Regions from separate parts of the Mus musculus genome. Here regions 2 and 3 are each linked to region 1. Evidence: chromatin contacts called from public HiChIP or PLAC-seq data. All regions are on one chromosome and are shown on one strand. The core of a region is the stretch at or near the end of the contact, and the rest is flanking DNA. Distances in the headings are between cores, read along the strand shown.

Evidence for each region. HiChIP or PLAC-seq counts read pairs in DNA pulled down with a chosen protein or histone mark.
Region 2: an H3K27ac HiChIP or PLAC-seq map of embryonic stem cells shows a contact between it and region 1, with 9 read pairs. The contact joins two enhancer-like sites. A contact is called at or near these places in 1 of 484 Hi-C or Micro-C datasets (B cells), 6 of 115 datasets of contacts at active chromatin or transcription factors (the 230-238 cell line, the HPC-7 cell line, embryonic stem cells and 1 more) and 3 of 9 other capture datasets (adipose tissue, liver and pancreatic islet).
Region 3: a contact with region 1 is called in an H3K27ac HiChIP or PLAC-seq map of the HPC-7 cell line, with 5 times the contacts expected there. The contact joins two enhancer-like sites. A contact is called at or near these places in 1 of 484 Hi-C or Micro-C datasets (the AML12 cell line), 5 of 115 datasets of contacts at active chromatin or transcription factors (CD8 T cells, the HPC-7 cell line, the SCID.adh cell line and 2 more) and 4 of 9 other capture datasets (adipose tissue, embryonic stem cells, liver and 1 more).

What each region holds. Positions count from the first base shown.
Region 1 is chr16:93,814,931-93,820,057 of GRCm38.p6, reverse strand. All of the region lies in intron 1 of Gm30881 (a long non-coding RNA gene), which reads left to right. Among named protein-coding and RNA genes, the nearest start is that of Morc3, 15 kb to the left of the region's middle. Within about 2 kb of position 3,512, at least 237 of the 459 cell types and tissues checked have an H3K27ac peak or open chromatin away from gene starts, as enhancers often do. A contact at or near this core is called in the HPC-7 cell line, embryonic stem cells and memory CD8 T cells, where this site is marked.
Region 2 is chr16:93,904,801-93,909,927 of GRCm38.p6, reverse strand. Chaf1b (chromatin assembly factor 1, subunit B (p60)) reads right to left here. Exons shown (of 14, transcript NM_028083.4): 13 at 4,831-4,922; 14 at 3,822-4,023. The coding sequence ends at 3,911. Among named protein-coding and RNA genes, the nearest start is that of Gm31012, 22 kb to the left of the region's middle. Within about 2 kb of position 1,952, at least 63 of the 459 cell types and tissues checked have an H3K27ac peak or open chromatin away from gene starts, as enhancers often do. A contact at or near this core is called in embryonic stem cells and memory CD8 T cells, where this site is marked.
Region 3 is chr16:93,747,581-93,752,707 of GRCm38.p6, reverse strand. It overlaps Dop1b (DOP1 leucine zipper like protein B), which reads right to left. Exons shown (of 37, transcript NM_027293.1): 5 at 5,055-5,127; 6 at 3,486-3,584; 7 at 2,695-2,818; 8 at 475-584. Among named protein-coding and RNA genes, the nearest start is that of Dop1b, 38 kb to the right of the region's middle. Within about 2 kb of position 2,642, at least 31 of the 459 cell types and tissues checked have an H3K27ac peak or open chromatin away from gene starts, as enhancers often do. A contact at or near this core is called in the HPC-7 cell line, where this site is marked.

The DNA of each region.
Region 1 (5,127 bases), core at 2,263-4,762:
GGGTAGTAGAGGCAGAGAAAGGCAGAGAGGGGGAGAGAGTAGAGAAGTAGAGGCCAGCCATGACCATGTGGAGGGGTGCGGGGGGAAGGGAATGGGGAGAGAAGGGGTGAGAGGCAAGAGAGTAAAGAACAAGAGAGGAGAGAGGAGGGGCAAACAGCCCCTTTTATAATGGCCCAGGACTATCCGGTTGATGCCAGGTAACTGGGGAGGAGCATACTCGGCTGCTGCCAGGAACGGTGGCGGTGGAGTTTAGACAGAATACCAACACTGGGAACTATATCCACCTTCCTGTGCACACAGGAGAGTGAGATTGCTGCTCCTGCACTTGGGGCCAGGGGAGGCACCCCCAGAATCCAGGCAAGGAGGAGTGGCACTGTCCCAGGGAGCCCGAGCAAGGAGTAAGACAGAGGGGACAAAGTTAGTCAGAGCCAGGAACGAGCATGCTGGAAGGAGATAAAGATGGAGTTTCTAGGTGGTGGTGGAGGGGAGAGGGAGTCCAAGGTATAAAACTACATGCCCCCCAGCAAGGCAAGTGCACTATGTCCTCATCCCTGGGTGTGGTCATGGGCTAAGACGGCCATACAGAGAGGGATGTCAATTTCTTCCCACAGGGCTGAGAGAACAGGTGGAGGTTTTAGGTTTCTCTGGCCAAGCCAAAAGGATTTGGTCCCTAACAAGAGGCTATGGGTCTTGAGCCAGGAAGGTGGGTCTTGCCCAGAGAAAGCCGGTGCTCAGTATATCCACAGTGGCTCACCAAGCCCTCCCAGAAGCCTTTCAGCACCTCAACAGTATCTGGGTATTGCTCTCTCCCCTTCATTTTTAGCTATGCTCCCTCAACAAACAGAACTGAGAGAAACATACAGAGACAGAAGGACACCCGGCAATAACGACGGTTGGGTTTGGGGTGGAAGCTGAGAGAACTCACTTCAGAGAGAGAAGCTTGGAATAAAAGAAGCGTTGCTCTCTGCCTGCAGGGAGGCAGCCAGTTCAGGAGCGGGACTCTGTCCCCAGTGGGAGACTGTACACCGTTTTTAAAGGATGGGAACACAAAGTGAGGGAGAGCAGGGTGGCTGTTGCATCGACAAATCATGTTTTGACACAAGGCGTTAAACGAGGAAGTTAATTTTGGTGACTAGGTCATTTCCAGATCATGTGGTTTCAGGGTCCTCAGACAGCGTTTGTATCCAGGTCCCCTCCTGGACTCTGACCTAAAGTCTGTAGCAATAAAGGAACAAAGGAGTGGGCAAGCGGCCCCACAGTCAATTAATCAAGACAGGCAGCACATTTACGACTTGTGTGCCTGAGTTAGATAGCAGGATAAGGGAAACTTCCCTCTGCAAGTCCTTCACTGGTTAACAGACAAATGTGAAACATCTGAAGAAGAAGGTTAGGAGCCTGCAAATATGATCTCACTTTTTCGTTCCTGCTTCCAGGTAGACTTTGTTCCTGAGATGGTTGGACTCGGGAAACTATCTCCTAACGGAGACAAGCAGAAGTGACCATCATGCACTGAGACCAGGGACTCCAATGACAGCTCATGCAGATCCCAGAGGAATTTGGGCTTTGTCCTGCCTTCCTGAGGTGTCCTGTGCAGAAGGTGTCATAAACAGGCTCACTTCTGAAGGGGATTGATCCAGGAGACTTTCTGTAGCATCCTGTTTAGGGCAGAAACGTTGGGAGCCTATGGATCTATAGGAGCAGAGAAGTTCCTGGGACTCAAGAATGTCTCATGGTATATACCCCATAGGAACAATATTTCTCAGGACATCTAAGGCCCCCTGGTGTCCTGGTGTGTCAATGTCTGGAATCTTGCTGCTACCTCCAGAATGTTGGAGGTAAGTCCACCAGAGAACATACACACTCCTTTTTATTTTTTTAAGATGTATTTATTTTATTTGTATGAGTACACTGTAGCTGTCTTCAGAAACACTAGAAGAGGGCATTGGGTCCTATTACAGATTTTTTTTGTTTTTTTGTTTTTTTGTTTTTTTTTTTTTCCCTCACTGTAGAGAAGAACGTTAGGACAAGCAATATGAAGCAGAGTTGCAGTTTATGACACAGATTAAGCACGGGGGTTAATACAAAGAGAGGCACTCTGGGAAAGTCTAATACAACTGTGGTGGATGGGCTTCTCAAGGGAGAGTCGCATCTGTGGACCCTGTGGCTCTCTCAGTTACATTGTCCCCCCCACCCTTGTCGTCCCCCGTCATCGTGCCCCCCCCGCCCCCCCCCCCCTGCCAAGACAGGGTTTCTCTGTATAGCCCTGGCTGTCCTGGAACTCACTTTGTAGACCAGGCTGGCCTCGAACTCAGAAATCCACCTGCCTCTGCCTCTGCCTCCCAAGTGCTGGAATTAAAAGCATGTGCCACCACGCCCCGGCCAGTTACATTGTTTAAAGAGCATAATTTACTACCCATCTGAAAAAGGTTAAACAAAGCTTAAACCTTAAGAAAAAGCTTTGTGCTTGTTGACTTGATTTCCTTCTGACTTTCCTTTTGTGAACGGAACTGTTCCCATGGCTCCTGGAAGTGTGTAGCTAGGTTTTAGACACAGTATCAACAGGTTGAAACTCAGGGTTACAAATCTTCTGACCCCAAGTGAGCACAGTATGGATGTAAGAAGAAACGAGAATGGAAAGAATGTGATTGCTCCTATGTATGGTAGAGGAGGAGGTTTATCATCATCATCATCATCCATTATTATTATCACTGAGGTAGGGTTTCTCTGTGTAGCCCTGGCTGTCTTAGAACTCACTCTGTAGACCAGGCTGTTCTCAAACTTTCAGAGATCTGCTTGTCTCTGCCTTCCGAGGGCTGGGATTAAAAGTCTGCTCCACAACGCCCGGCAGGAGAAGGTTTATTACAGATAAAAGGGACGGCATAATCAGAGGCAGGGACTTCCGGAAGAGCCTAGAGTGGACACCTGATTCTGAGCCATGTGAGAGGAGGGAGGACTCAGGAAGGGAGAGGAGAGAGAAGGGAGCCGGCTGTAATATCCAGGATGTCCAAAAGAGGAGCAGTAACCAAGATGGTTGGATTCTCTAGGGATGAGCAGCAGCCCAGTCAGCTGGACTAGAGAAGTTTAGGGGAGGGGGGAGGGCATGCAGACCAAAGGATTCTGGGAGAACCTGGGAGCCAAGTTCACTTTGATATGTTAAGAAGGCATCTCAAGCGTTTGTTTTTGCTATGTGTGAGCTGTCTTTAGGAACATATATTATCTCTGCAGATATGTGGCTTTTTACCAGTGGCATTGAGTGGTATTCCTTGACACTCATCAAGGAAGGCAACTGGCTCCCAGGTTCAGTGGATTGGCCCCATTCTACTTCATTTCCTTCTGTGCCTTCCTCCTCCTCTATGCTGTGGCCCCAGCTTTGGCGGGTTTCCAGGAAGTCAGAGATGGGTGGTGTGGCCCAAGAAACCAGAACAAACCAGCTTTCGCTGTAGCTGTAGCGGATGCCTCTTTCCTGTTCCGCTTTCTCGGAGCTGAGGTTGAGAGTGCAGAGTTCTAAAGTCTGAGAGAGTTTGGTTTCAGTTCCTGGCTCTGCTCTGAGCCTTGGCTCTGCTGCCTTAGAAATGCTAACAGGACAGTAAGAATCGAAACCTTGCAAGTGAGGCGGGCCCGGTAGGAGGGATCTCTTCATGCCTGCACACACAGCCTTCACTCACACCAACACCCTTGAAGGTCTTTGTCTCCTAAACGCTGGCCTGTTAGAAGAATACCAAGAGTGTTGCTATTTGTGCCTGTTACCCTCGGCCAGCACCGCCCCTGCCAAAACACTGCTTGTCTCAGTGTAGTGGTTCTTTGGGTCAATTTCACCACTTCTGGGAGGAATTGAACTGGCTTCAATGTGGGTATTGAAACTCGTTCATTAGGAAGAAAGAAAATATCAACCCGAGGCACCGAGAGCCTGGAGATGTGGCTGGGTTGGCAGAGGGCTGGCTTAGCCCTGGGTTTGAGCTCCTTCCTATACAGAGTGGTCATGAGAATCATCGCACACAGCTGTGATCATCACATGTAAAAGGTGGAGGCAGGAAGATAGATGACTCCGTACCAAAAACAAAACAAAACAGACAAAACAAAACCTAGAAGCTGAGGTATGGACGTCTGCCAGGACAGAGCATGCTGTGAAAGCCAATCAAGCTCAGTTAGCCCGAGCCCTCACGCCACCCTTCAGGCCTTTGCCGCAGGGAACATCTGCATGCACATCTTCTTTGTGATGCCTTTTAAAAAAATTTCCCCTTGGATAAGTTTATGTAGGAGGAACCGGTAATAAATATAGATTAAGTAGTATGTGTTTGCAGAAATCGGTAAAGCTCTTTTAGATACCTGTTAGGTCACAGGTCCTCCATTTGTTTAGAAATCAGCTCAAACTAGACTATAGGGTTTGTGGTGGTTAGAAAAAAGCCAGCCAGCATTTCTCTGGAACTTGTGAAATGGGCTTTCCATCCCCCCCCCCCCCCGCCCCCAAGAGGCCCTCCCCAAGCTGTGCACTCCCTTGTCTTTACAGCCCTATGCTTGGTCCTCCCTGAGGTCTTACAGCCCCCTCCCCACTCCCCGCCCCTCACACCTTTCTCTCCTCTAGACACTTCCAAATGCCTCTGGATTGTCCCCCCCCCCCCCAAAAAAAAACCCACAAAACAAAACACACCTTTCCCCTAATGGAGCAGTCATGTTGGCAGTTTCTTTACTGCACCCCATTGCATAGCATATGATATCAAGAAGAGAAAAGGTGCTTGTCTTACTTAGGATTTCTATTGTTAGGATGAAATGTCATGACCAAAAAGCAAGTTGAGAAAGAAAGTGTTTATCTGGCTCACGATTCCATATCACTGCTCATCATCAAAGCAAGTCAAGGACCAGAATTCAAACTGGGCAGGAGCTGACTGCCTGGGGCGGAGGCTGACGAGGGCTGGGGGCTGACGGGGACCGGGCTGACGGAGTCAGAGGACACGGAGGGTGCTGCTCACTGGCTTGCTCCTCATGGATTGCTCGGCTCTGCTTTTTTGCTGGGCCCTCCTCCATCAATTGCTAATTGAGAAAATACCCTACAGCTAGATTTTTTTTTTTTTTGGAATTATTTATTTTATATATGTGAGTGCACTGTAGCTGTCTTCAGACACACCAGAA
Region 2 (5,127 bases), core at 703-3,202, 91 kb before region 1:
AGTGAAGGCCAGTGAGCCGGCTCAATCGGTATAGAGGTCTGCTGCCAAGCCCAAAGACGGGAGTTCGATCCCCGGGACCAGAGTGGTGGAAAGGGAGAACCAACTCTTACAGGTTGTCCTCTGACCTCCACACGCACACTGTGGCACATGAATGCCCACACATACAGGTGCACACACATTTAAAAACAAAAAAACGAAAGAAAAATGTACCCTAAATGTTTAATTTAAAAGCATCATCAGAAGGGCATCTGGGTGACAGCTGGTCGGAGGCCTTGGTGCCCACCCTGGGCAGACCTCATGCGGATGGTGCAATTCATGGTCACTGAATGCTTTCTCAGGGAAAGGGTTAAAGTGAAAGCAGACTCGCTTGCTGTAGAACATAACTCGGGCAACTGACCGATGGACAGGGAGAGGCACGGCTGGGAACCTGGTCCTCTCCACTGCTTGTTCATTTGTGTTTGTATTGTTTTCATCCGTGGGATCCAGGGAGGTGCTGAGGATCAAACTCAGGTCGGCGGGGTTGGGGTAACCCATTGAGCCTTCTCTCTTGACCCCCTTTTTCTCCTTTTGATTCAGTTCAAGACCCCAAGCCCACAGAATGGTGTTGCCCATGTTAGGGGGCCCTTTCCCACCTCAATAAATGGAATTCCCCCAAGCCCCTCACAGACACGCCAAAGGTTTGTGTCCAAGATCCTGTCAAGTAACAATCAACATCGGGCTGGCGAGATGGCTCCGCGGGTAAGAGCACTGACTGCTCTTCTGAAGGTCCTGAGTTCAAATCCCAGCAACCACATGGTGGCTCACAACCCTCCGTAATGAGATCTGACGCCCTCTTCTGGTGTGTCCGAAGTCAGATCTCATTAGGGACTGTAGCAGTGTACTTAGATATAATAATAATAAATAAATCTTAAAAAACAACAAAAAAAATCAATATAACCACCATAGAAGGGCTTAAAAAAATGGCGTCTTGCCCGGCACTGTGGAACACGTTGTTAATACCACCGCTCAAGAGGCAGAAGCGGGGGGGGGGGGGTCTTTGTCAGTTCAAGGACAACTGGGATGACATAGAAATATCCCACCTCAAAAAAACCTCCAATAATAATAATAAACCATAATAATAATAAAACCATAATAATAATACAAAGATTAAAAATGGCTTCTTTGCTGTCTTCTTTCAACTAGGGAAGCTGGCAGAAGCCCATGGGACATTAGGAGCTCTTATAACGCTTTTGTCTGAACTGTTGTTGAAAGCTCTGTGATTTTAAAAATAAACTCATCTTTTTTTATCGGGCATATTTATACATGACCTATGTCCTGATATTTTATTAAAACTTACATCGGCATTTCTAACAGATTGGTGTGATTTGGGGGGGGGGGTACATTTGTAAGTACATGTGTGCAAGAAGAGAGGGAGGACCCAGCTCTGGCTGGAGAAATAAAAGGAGACCCTGGGAACGCAGAGGCCCCAGGAGTAAGTTCTCAGACTGCTGTGGAAACCACATACCCAGCTGTGACTTAGGCTGAGCCAACCAGAAAGGTGTGACATTGAGCACTGAGCAGCCAGCTGCACCTCACCTCTCTGTGCCCCTGTGCGGGCTGGGTTTATGTCAACTTGACAAGAGTCATCTAAGAGGAGCAAGCCTCAATTTTAAAAATGTCTCCATGAAGCCGGGCGTGGTGGCACACGCCTTTAATCCCAGCACTCGGGAGGCAGAGGCAGGCGGATTTCTGAGTTCGAGGCCAGCCTGGTCTACAAAGTGAGTGCCAGGACAGCCAGGGCTACACAGAGAAAACCTGTCTCGGAAAACAAACAAACAAACAAACAAACAAACAAAAAATGCCTCCATGAGATCCAGCTGTAGGGCATCTTTTTAGTGAGCAATGCAGGTGGGCCCAGCTCTTTGTGGGTGATGTCACGTGCCCTCCCCCAACCTTGAGTGGGCTGATTCAGACCTTGTGTTTGCCACAGCCGGGGTGGAGTCTTCCGACCTAGCTAAAGTCTATTGTCTGCCACACCTGCAGCTTCCTGCAAGAAGCCACTACCTGCAGAGCAGCCTCAGCTGGCTGCCCTGCCGAGATCCTGACAAGGGAACAAGATCCTGGCATATGGGGGATGGGTTTCCCCCCTTTTTGAGTTCAGACTCAAAAGTAAATATTGAGCCTTGATCAGAGAACTTTGTCTCGCTGTCCTTCCCATCCATCCACAGCTTTCCTTTTAGGAACCCAGGAGCCCGTGGCCACTGGCGGCTACAATGCCATCCCTGGGCTGGTGTTCCTGGGTTTTATAAAAAAGCAAGCTGAGCAAGCTAGGAAACAGCACCCCTCCATAGCCGGCCTCCAGGCTCCTCCTCCCTGAGAGAAGAACAAATGGGCCTCTCCTGGCTCCATGGTGTCTCTTGGGCTGCAGAGACAGTTCCCTCCACCCAGGATGGGGAGCTGGAAAGTCTGAAGGTCCCCTCTCCCCAAGGATGTTTAGCCTGGAAAAAAAGGCCAATAGAAGTGCAGGCAGCTGCGAGGGGCTGCGGAGGGAAGGGCCTGCTGTGTGAGAATCAGCAGCAGGCACAGATTGACCTACAAGTGCTTTGGGTCGTATGTATGCTCCAAGGGGCATCGGGATGTGGGGATTCTACTCAAGGTGACCCAGGAGGCCAACCAGCCGGACTCAGGCTACCATCTGCTCTCTGGTCCAGGCTGGTTTACCTCACTGAACCTCGCGCACTTGCTCAGTTCCCAGCACTGGCCCGAGTTGGTAGCTAATTTGGGAGGTTGAGTTGGAGAGTTTTTAGATGCAATTAAGGGTTAAATCCCTGGAGGTTAATGGTACCCACTGCCTCTGCAGAGGGTCCCAAGTTTAGTTCCCAGTTTCCCCCAAGGCAGCTCATCACCACCTGTAATTCCTGTTCCAGGAGATCAGACACCCTTTTCTAGCCTTCCTGGGCACCCATGTGATCCACATACATACATGCAGGCAAAACACTCATGCATAGCAAATATTCTTAAATTTTAAAATTCCTCAAGTCTGAGCAAGCCATCTGGTGCAAGCAAGCATGGCGCTTTGGAACTGCTCCAGCTGCTGAGGGCTGAATTCACCCCTCCCCAGCCCCCGTCCAGGCAGGAGCAGAGCCTGCAGCAGCCGCCTGTTCACTACCAACCTACCCAGGTCTGTGTACACCCTTATCAACAGTTCTGTGGAGTCCCTCGGGTAGTTACATCTGGATGTGTTATGGAGTTACGGAGGCCAAAGATCCCACTTGCCCTTCAGTGGGGTGTCCTCCAGTTACCGCGCAGCTCCCCTAAGGGTAGCAAGCTCTCAATGCTGGTTGCCCTGAAGAGTGTGCTGTGCCTGGCTCACCCACAGTACCTGACTCTGAACGAGTGAAACACAAATCCACACAGGAACTGATGTTATCTTGTTTTCTGAGCCCATCCCACTGTGATCCAAAGGTGCTGCCACCAGATCCACAACTCTAGACAAGGGCAGGCTCAGACGGAGGGTCAAGCAAGGCAGCCAACCATCAAGCCCTCTGAGCGGAGTCAGTGGGCACAGTGACCTCCAGTGGCCATTGGAAGCACTGCATGCTCTCACTTGAATTTCTCATTTGTAGGACAGATGGCCCCTGTCTTCTCCTAGCCCTCCTCTCTACCAAGAGTGTAAAGTCTGTCAAGTGAAGGGATTAGGGTGCAGAGCAGGTTTCCCAGTCTCAGAAACTCATCCAAAAGAGGCCTTTGCCTAGCATAATACGCAGAGACCCATGGGAAGGGGTGACTGAACAAGGGCATGCAGGCTGCTACAGCGAAGTCAGCACACACACTTTTTCTATGTGAACCAATTCATGAGTGTTTATTTGGCCACCATCACCAGCCTTCGAGCTTTGGCCTTGCCTCCTCTGCACGCAGGTGCATAGCAGGCTCAGACAGTCTTGGAAGAGTCATCAGGGGCCAGGTTTTGGGCATCTCCTTCACGTTCCTCAAGCCTGGGTCTCTTCAGTTCAGGAGGCTCCTCCGGTGGCTCCCCAGGAGCCTCTGAAACATTGACAGACTTAAGGTTAGCAAGCAGGGAGGGCTTCTGTGAGTCAGGGTGACATGAAATAAGGAGGCAAGTGGGGCTGGAGAGATGGCTCGGCGGTTAAGAACACTGACTGCTCTTCCAAAGGTCCTGAGTTCAAATCCCAGCAACCACATGGTGGCTCACAACCACCCGTAATGAGATCTGATGCCCTCTTCTGGTGTGTCTGAAGACAGCTACAGTGTACTTACATATAATAAATAAATAAATCTTTAAAAAAAACACACACACACACATTAAAAAAAAAAAGGCACAAGTGGCCCAGTGAGACGCTGACTACAGCTAGGAGGAATAATGGATCTACACAGCTGGTTCTCGTGTCAAGAGACAGACGTCTGCGACACTGAGGATGTGACAGGGTAAGAGGTAGGTAGCATCAGTGTGTAAGAAGTGGCTGTTCTTCCAAAGGTCCTGAGTTCAATTCATGGCAGTTCACAACTGTCTGTAATTCCATTTCCAGGGGATCTGAAACCCTCATACAGACATACACGAACACCAGCATTTAAAATAAACAAATAAATAAATAGGTGGCATCAGGGATGCTATTAATCCCTCTACAACACTAATCATCTGCCCCAAACACAAGCTGTCATGAAGTGGGGAGACCCATCCCTCCAGAAACCACGACTGCTCAGTGCACAGGGTTACTTTCCTACGTTTGTCCAAAGGACGGTCCCAAAAAGACAGTCTGGCCTTCCGAGAGCTGACCTAAAGTCAGGTGTGTGTTAGCTTCCAGAAGAATACATCTCTAAACCCTCCCTTACCTGGCTGGACCTCTTCTGTGGAGGGGGCGGTCCCGCTATTGGGCTGTGGATTTGGCACAGTGTCTGTTTTCAATGGTGTTAAATTTATTCTCCTGGATTAAAAAGAATAAAAGGTTGGATCGCTCATTAGTGTCCGAGGAGCCGTTTAGGTACGAAGCCAAGGTTCAAAGCTGTAAAGAGAGAGAGCTACTCATTTCCCTGCAGAGCATATCACGCATGGCCTTCAGTGTCCTCCGCCTGCCCAGAAAGGACAGCATGGAGGTGGGAGGCCGCATCACAGCCACAGTCAATGTTCAC
Region 3 (5,127 bases), core at 1,393-3,892, 66 kb after region 1:
CATAACACATGCATGTTGGTCCTTCAGGGATCACACCCAGTGTCTGCTTTGAGGACTCCGAGAAATGCACCGAAGCCATAAGGATCAGTGGATGGATTGCCTGCCGGGCACATATGAAGTCCTGGTTCAGTGCCTAGCACTGTATAAACTAGACACAGTGGCACACACCAGCGCTTTGGAGGTGGGCTGGAGGATTGGAAGTTCACAGTCATCCTAGGCTATGCAGTGAGTTTAAGGCCAATGTGGGAAATGTGACACTGACTTAAAGAAATACCACCACCACCACCACCACCACCATCACCACCACCACCATCACCACCACCATCACCACCACCACCACCACCACCACCACCACCAAAAAACCCAACCCAACCCAACCCAGCCCAAAAAACAGAAAGGAAGAAAAAAAGAAAAATACTTTAATGGGAAATGTTCTAATTATGGTCAAATTTCCATTTTTAGAAATGGTTTTACCTCAACTAAAAGATCCTTGGAGTATTTATCAAAAAAGTATGAGCATTGGTCTTCGTAAGAATTTGAAATTTCAGATTTTGGCACAATGGTATTTCCTTTAATGTCTGAACCTATAAAAGAATAAACACCACAAGCTGTAAAAAGATACGGTATTGTGCAAAAGCTTCCTGCTGTGGTATTTTAGTAAGTACAATTCCTTCAACAGACAGGCAAAGTCAGACAGAGTCACACCTCCCTTCTCAGGGAGGGGCATGCAGTAGGAAGTGCCCTCCACGGAGCCGCATCTGACAGTGGTGTCCTGGCTAAGGAGCAGGCAGGGAGACTCCCAGCCCAGCCAGCATCAGCCTAGTTTGCCCAACCACTCACTGCCCTTCTACAGCATGTTTATAGCTGCAACAGAGGTCGTTCTCCATTGGGATTGACTTCCCCAGCACTACCTGACAGCAAGGCAGACCGCCTGCCTGCCTGCCTGTCTGTCTGCATGCCCTCATCTGGGCTCTGGGTCAGTTAGTGCATCTTCAGGATAAGGAAGACCATCCTTGTGGAATAAGCAGAAACTCGAGGTTCCCAGTCACAGATAAGCAAGGCCTGGCACTTTCCCTATACACAGACTGCCACCTTCCTCCTCCTCCTCCTCCTCCTCCTCCTTCTCCTCCTCCTCCTTCTCCTCCTCTTCCTCCTCCTTCCTTTTCTTCTTCAAGACAGAGTTCCTTTGTGCAGTGCTGGCTGTCCTATAGACCAAGCTGGCTTCAAACTCGGAGATCTACCTGCCTCTGCCTCCTGATTGCGGGAGATTAAAGGCGTGTACTACCACCCAGCTAGAATCCCATGTTCTAACAGATGAGCACTTACAAACTCATCCTTCAAAAAACAACCAAATAAATCTTAAAGAGGGCCTGGAGCATGCCTCAGAGGTTAAGAGCACATACTGTTTTTGCAGAGACCTGAGATCAGCTCCCAGCACCCATGGTACGAGGCTCACAACAGCATGTAACTCCCTGCTCCGGGAAATATGGCAGCTTCCTCTGGCCTCTGTAGGCACTGCACTTATATGCTCAAATACAGTCAACATTCATATGTTCTCACACACACACACACACACACACAATTTTTTTTTTTTTTTTTTTTTTTTTTTTTTTTTTTTTTTGGTTTTTCGAGACAGGGTTTCTCTATAGCCCTGGCTGTCCTGGAACTCACTTTGTAGATCAGGCTGGCCTCAAACTCAGAAATCTGCCTGCCTCTGCCTCCCAAGTGCTGGGATTAAAGGCGTGCACCACCACGCCCGGCCACACATACAATTTTTAGAAAGTCTAAAATTTCCAAAGAGACCCCACCCCCACCCCTGCCCAGTGCTGTATACACTGTCTTGATGCCTGTAATCACAGCACTTGGGAGGCAGAGGCTTGGAGGACCAGAAGTACAAGGTCTAAGGCTCTCCTGTAAATTCAAGGCCAGCCTGAGACACAAGAAATCCTGCCCCCGCCCCCAAAATACCAACAACAAAATATCACGAGCCTGCAGTTACTCATCTTGAAATGAGTGCTCATAGACGCTTCCTTACAGTGACTTTGCACATCTCACAACTAGGGGGAAGTGACAAGGAACACTGAGGCGGATCCTGAGATCAGTGTGGTAAGATCCATATATACCCTGGAGATCAAGGGAAGCTGTGGAGGGGCTGGGGTGAGGCTCAGGGGTCGGGAACCCGCTGAACACACTTGAAGCTTCATGTTCTGTCCACACTGCTTACTTTCTTAACACACATAAATAAACATAGGAAGTTATACATAAAAATGCTTTCCTTTGACCTCTAAGTCCCTGAGCTCTGTTCCTGGGAGTCTTCCGACCAACAGCCAAGGGCTGCCTATAAGTTTGCAAGTTGAATACATAAACACTGCAAGGGATGCAGTCCAGGGATTCTCCTGATCTTGTTATACAGGCTTCTCATTAAATATAATTTAGCTGCAGATTTCTGGTATTTCTGTCTGGCTCTTAAATTGAAACTCATCTGGAATTTTAAAACTTTCCTTACTTTTCTAAGCAAACAAACAAACAAACAGCTGCAGATAACCATAGCTCCCGTAAGAGTTCAATCTCAACTGACCAGGCCTGTGTTAGTCATTGCTGTTTTTCCACAATTCATGATTCAGAGACATCACTAAGGGCATCATTTAGTCCACAAACCAGCTCTGGGGCACATGCTCACACACTGCTCAGTACCTAGTAACCAGGCGTAGAGTCTTCTGTTGAGAGACATGTCCCTTCTCAGGAGTGTCTGGGTGGCAGCTGAGAGGATGTGCACAACATCCCGTCTGAGAAGAGGGATGGCTCGCTCCTCAGGGTCCTATCGGGAGGACGAAGAGAACATTACCTCCAGGGAATGAATGCTGAGCAGGCTTCTAACTTTTGACATGTGGCTTTACTTAACCATCCATCCCCAGAAGATAGCTGTCAAGAGGCTGGCTGTCCCCACACAGCCCCGCCAAAGGAGTCAGTCAATGCCTGCCTGCTGGCATTCCATCTGGAGGGGTAGACTAAGGTACAGGGAGCTGCGGGAACTTTAAGGGAGCTATCAGATACACGAGGTCCCTTCCCAGTGCTATATAAGCAGTATCGCTGCTGGGGAGGAGACTCTTCCATGAAGGCTGTGAGACTCAGAGGGGTATCCAGGGGAGCCTCTGTGTCTCTGAAATGCCAGGGTAGACCCTTCCCTCTATGTCACCCACATTCCTGCTAGTGACCCTAACAAAACCATCGCCTCCCCTGCCCCACCAAGCTGGGTCTAGATGACATCATCCTCTAGCCATTCGTTGTTGCCCTATCTGGCATGAAGAGGCATCTGCTCACCTCTTCCCAGGAGAAGTCACATGATGCCCACAAAACGAGAAAAGGCCATTGATGGTCTGAGGCGAGCAGAGACTGCCAAGTGGCTGAGCAGTCTCCGTGACACCAGCACCTGCCTTTGCCTTTGAAGTGACAGGGAAGTGTCCAGAAGGGCACACACGACTCACCAGGCAGGTATAAAACGGGAAGAAAAACAGGATGATCTCCAGGTTATTTCTTTGCACAAGAACATTGGCGTCTAGCAGTGAAGCACACAGGGATCTCACCTGAAATGACACACCACAGTGCTTGTTCCAGAGACACCTGACACTCTGTGTCTATGCTATGCAGCCATAAAACTAAGTCACCTAGGCTGGGATTCTTGACGTGGCATTAGGCCACACAGGAGATGAGAACAGGGCTCTGAGCTCTAGGGACTATGGGGCTATACGACCATAGGAACCTCACGTAAAACCAAACGAAGACGCATGGTCCAGTGGACCCCAAGTCAAGACAGTACCGACCAAGTAAGTGTCCTCTCTCAATAAAGGCGTCTCTCAGTGCCTCAGGAGGGGACGGGTGCACTGAGGCTGAAAGCCACACACACACAGGCTTGTGGGGCGAACAGGTGATCCATCAGCTGGGAGCAGACAACTAGGAAGTCCTGAACTGGGACTGTGTGAGCCACAGAGCCACAAGCACAGGACAGGTGTGCGCAAAGCCACCCTTTACAAAAGCAATCTCTAAAGAGCTGGTGAGAGTGGGGTAGAGGATGCCGGTGGGAGGGCTGCTGGCCCAAGAGAGACGTAGGCTGGTCAGATGACAAGCAGGCCAGATCCACAGGCAGGAAAGTGGGAGACATGCGCACAGGGATCTCCGATATCCCAGTCACAACCTGAGGGGCTCTTCAATTCCATCACGTGGTCCTAAGAAAGATCTTGTGGGAAAGTTCTACCAACCCTCAGCAGACAGCAACGCCTGCTAGCTCCAGACTTCGTAATCCATTGATTTAATCTGAGAACATTATTTAAAGTTTGGGTCCACTACCAGGTGGTGATAGGAGGCATGGCCGGGTTGGGAAAGATAAAGGTCTGGGATGCTCACATTACAAAATTTATGGGGAGGTTTGGAGCTGCCAGGGAAGGCAGATGACCTTCACGGGCCTGGAGAAGGAGGCTGGGAAACCTGGAGCTTTAGGTGTGAGGGCAGCCAAAGAGGACCGACTGGGGCAGAAAGCAGGGTCAGGAGTCATCAGGACATTGGAGCAGGGGAAGAGGCAGTTTCCACATGAGCAAGGAGGGAGTGACTGACGCAGGGCATGGGAGGAGACGAGACTAGAGGCACATACGGCAGAGGCTGCTGAGTACCTGTGCACACAGCCATTGGCCACGGAGGAGCTATGCTGCCAGGGCGGGAGAGTTGGCTCAGTGGGCAGTCTGTGCTGCACTTCCACAGGACAGGGCCTGGTTTTAGTTCCCAGTACCCATGTCAGCTCCCAGAGTGCCAACATCTTCTTCTGGACTCTACTCTTCTCTCTCTCTCTCTCTCTCTCTCTCTCTCTCTCTCTCTCTCACACACACACACACAAGTATAAAATGTTAAATGGAAAGCAAACCATCCTTATGTATGGCAGCTGCCCCTCACCCTGCTTCACAGCTCACCATCATCACACACATTCAGTCTTGGAATGTCCTCACTGCCTGATTCTCCCTGATGGAGAAGCCACACCCACCCCTCTCGGACAGTGAGGCACCTACCGTGAGCTGGTAATCAGTACCCAGCATGCACTTCTGCTCCTTGCCTGGTGAGTCCCTGCTGATGTGGTTCACC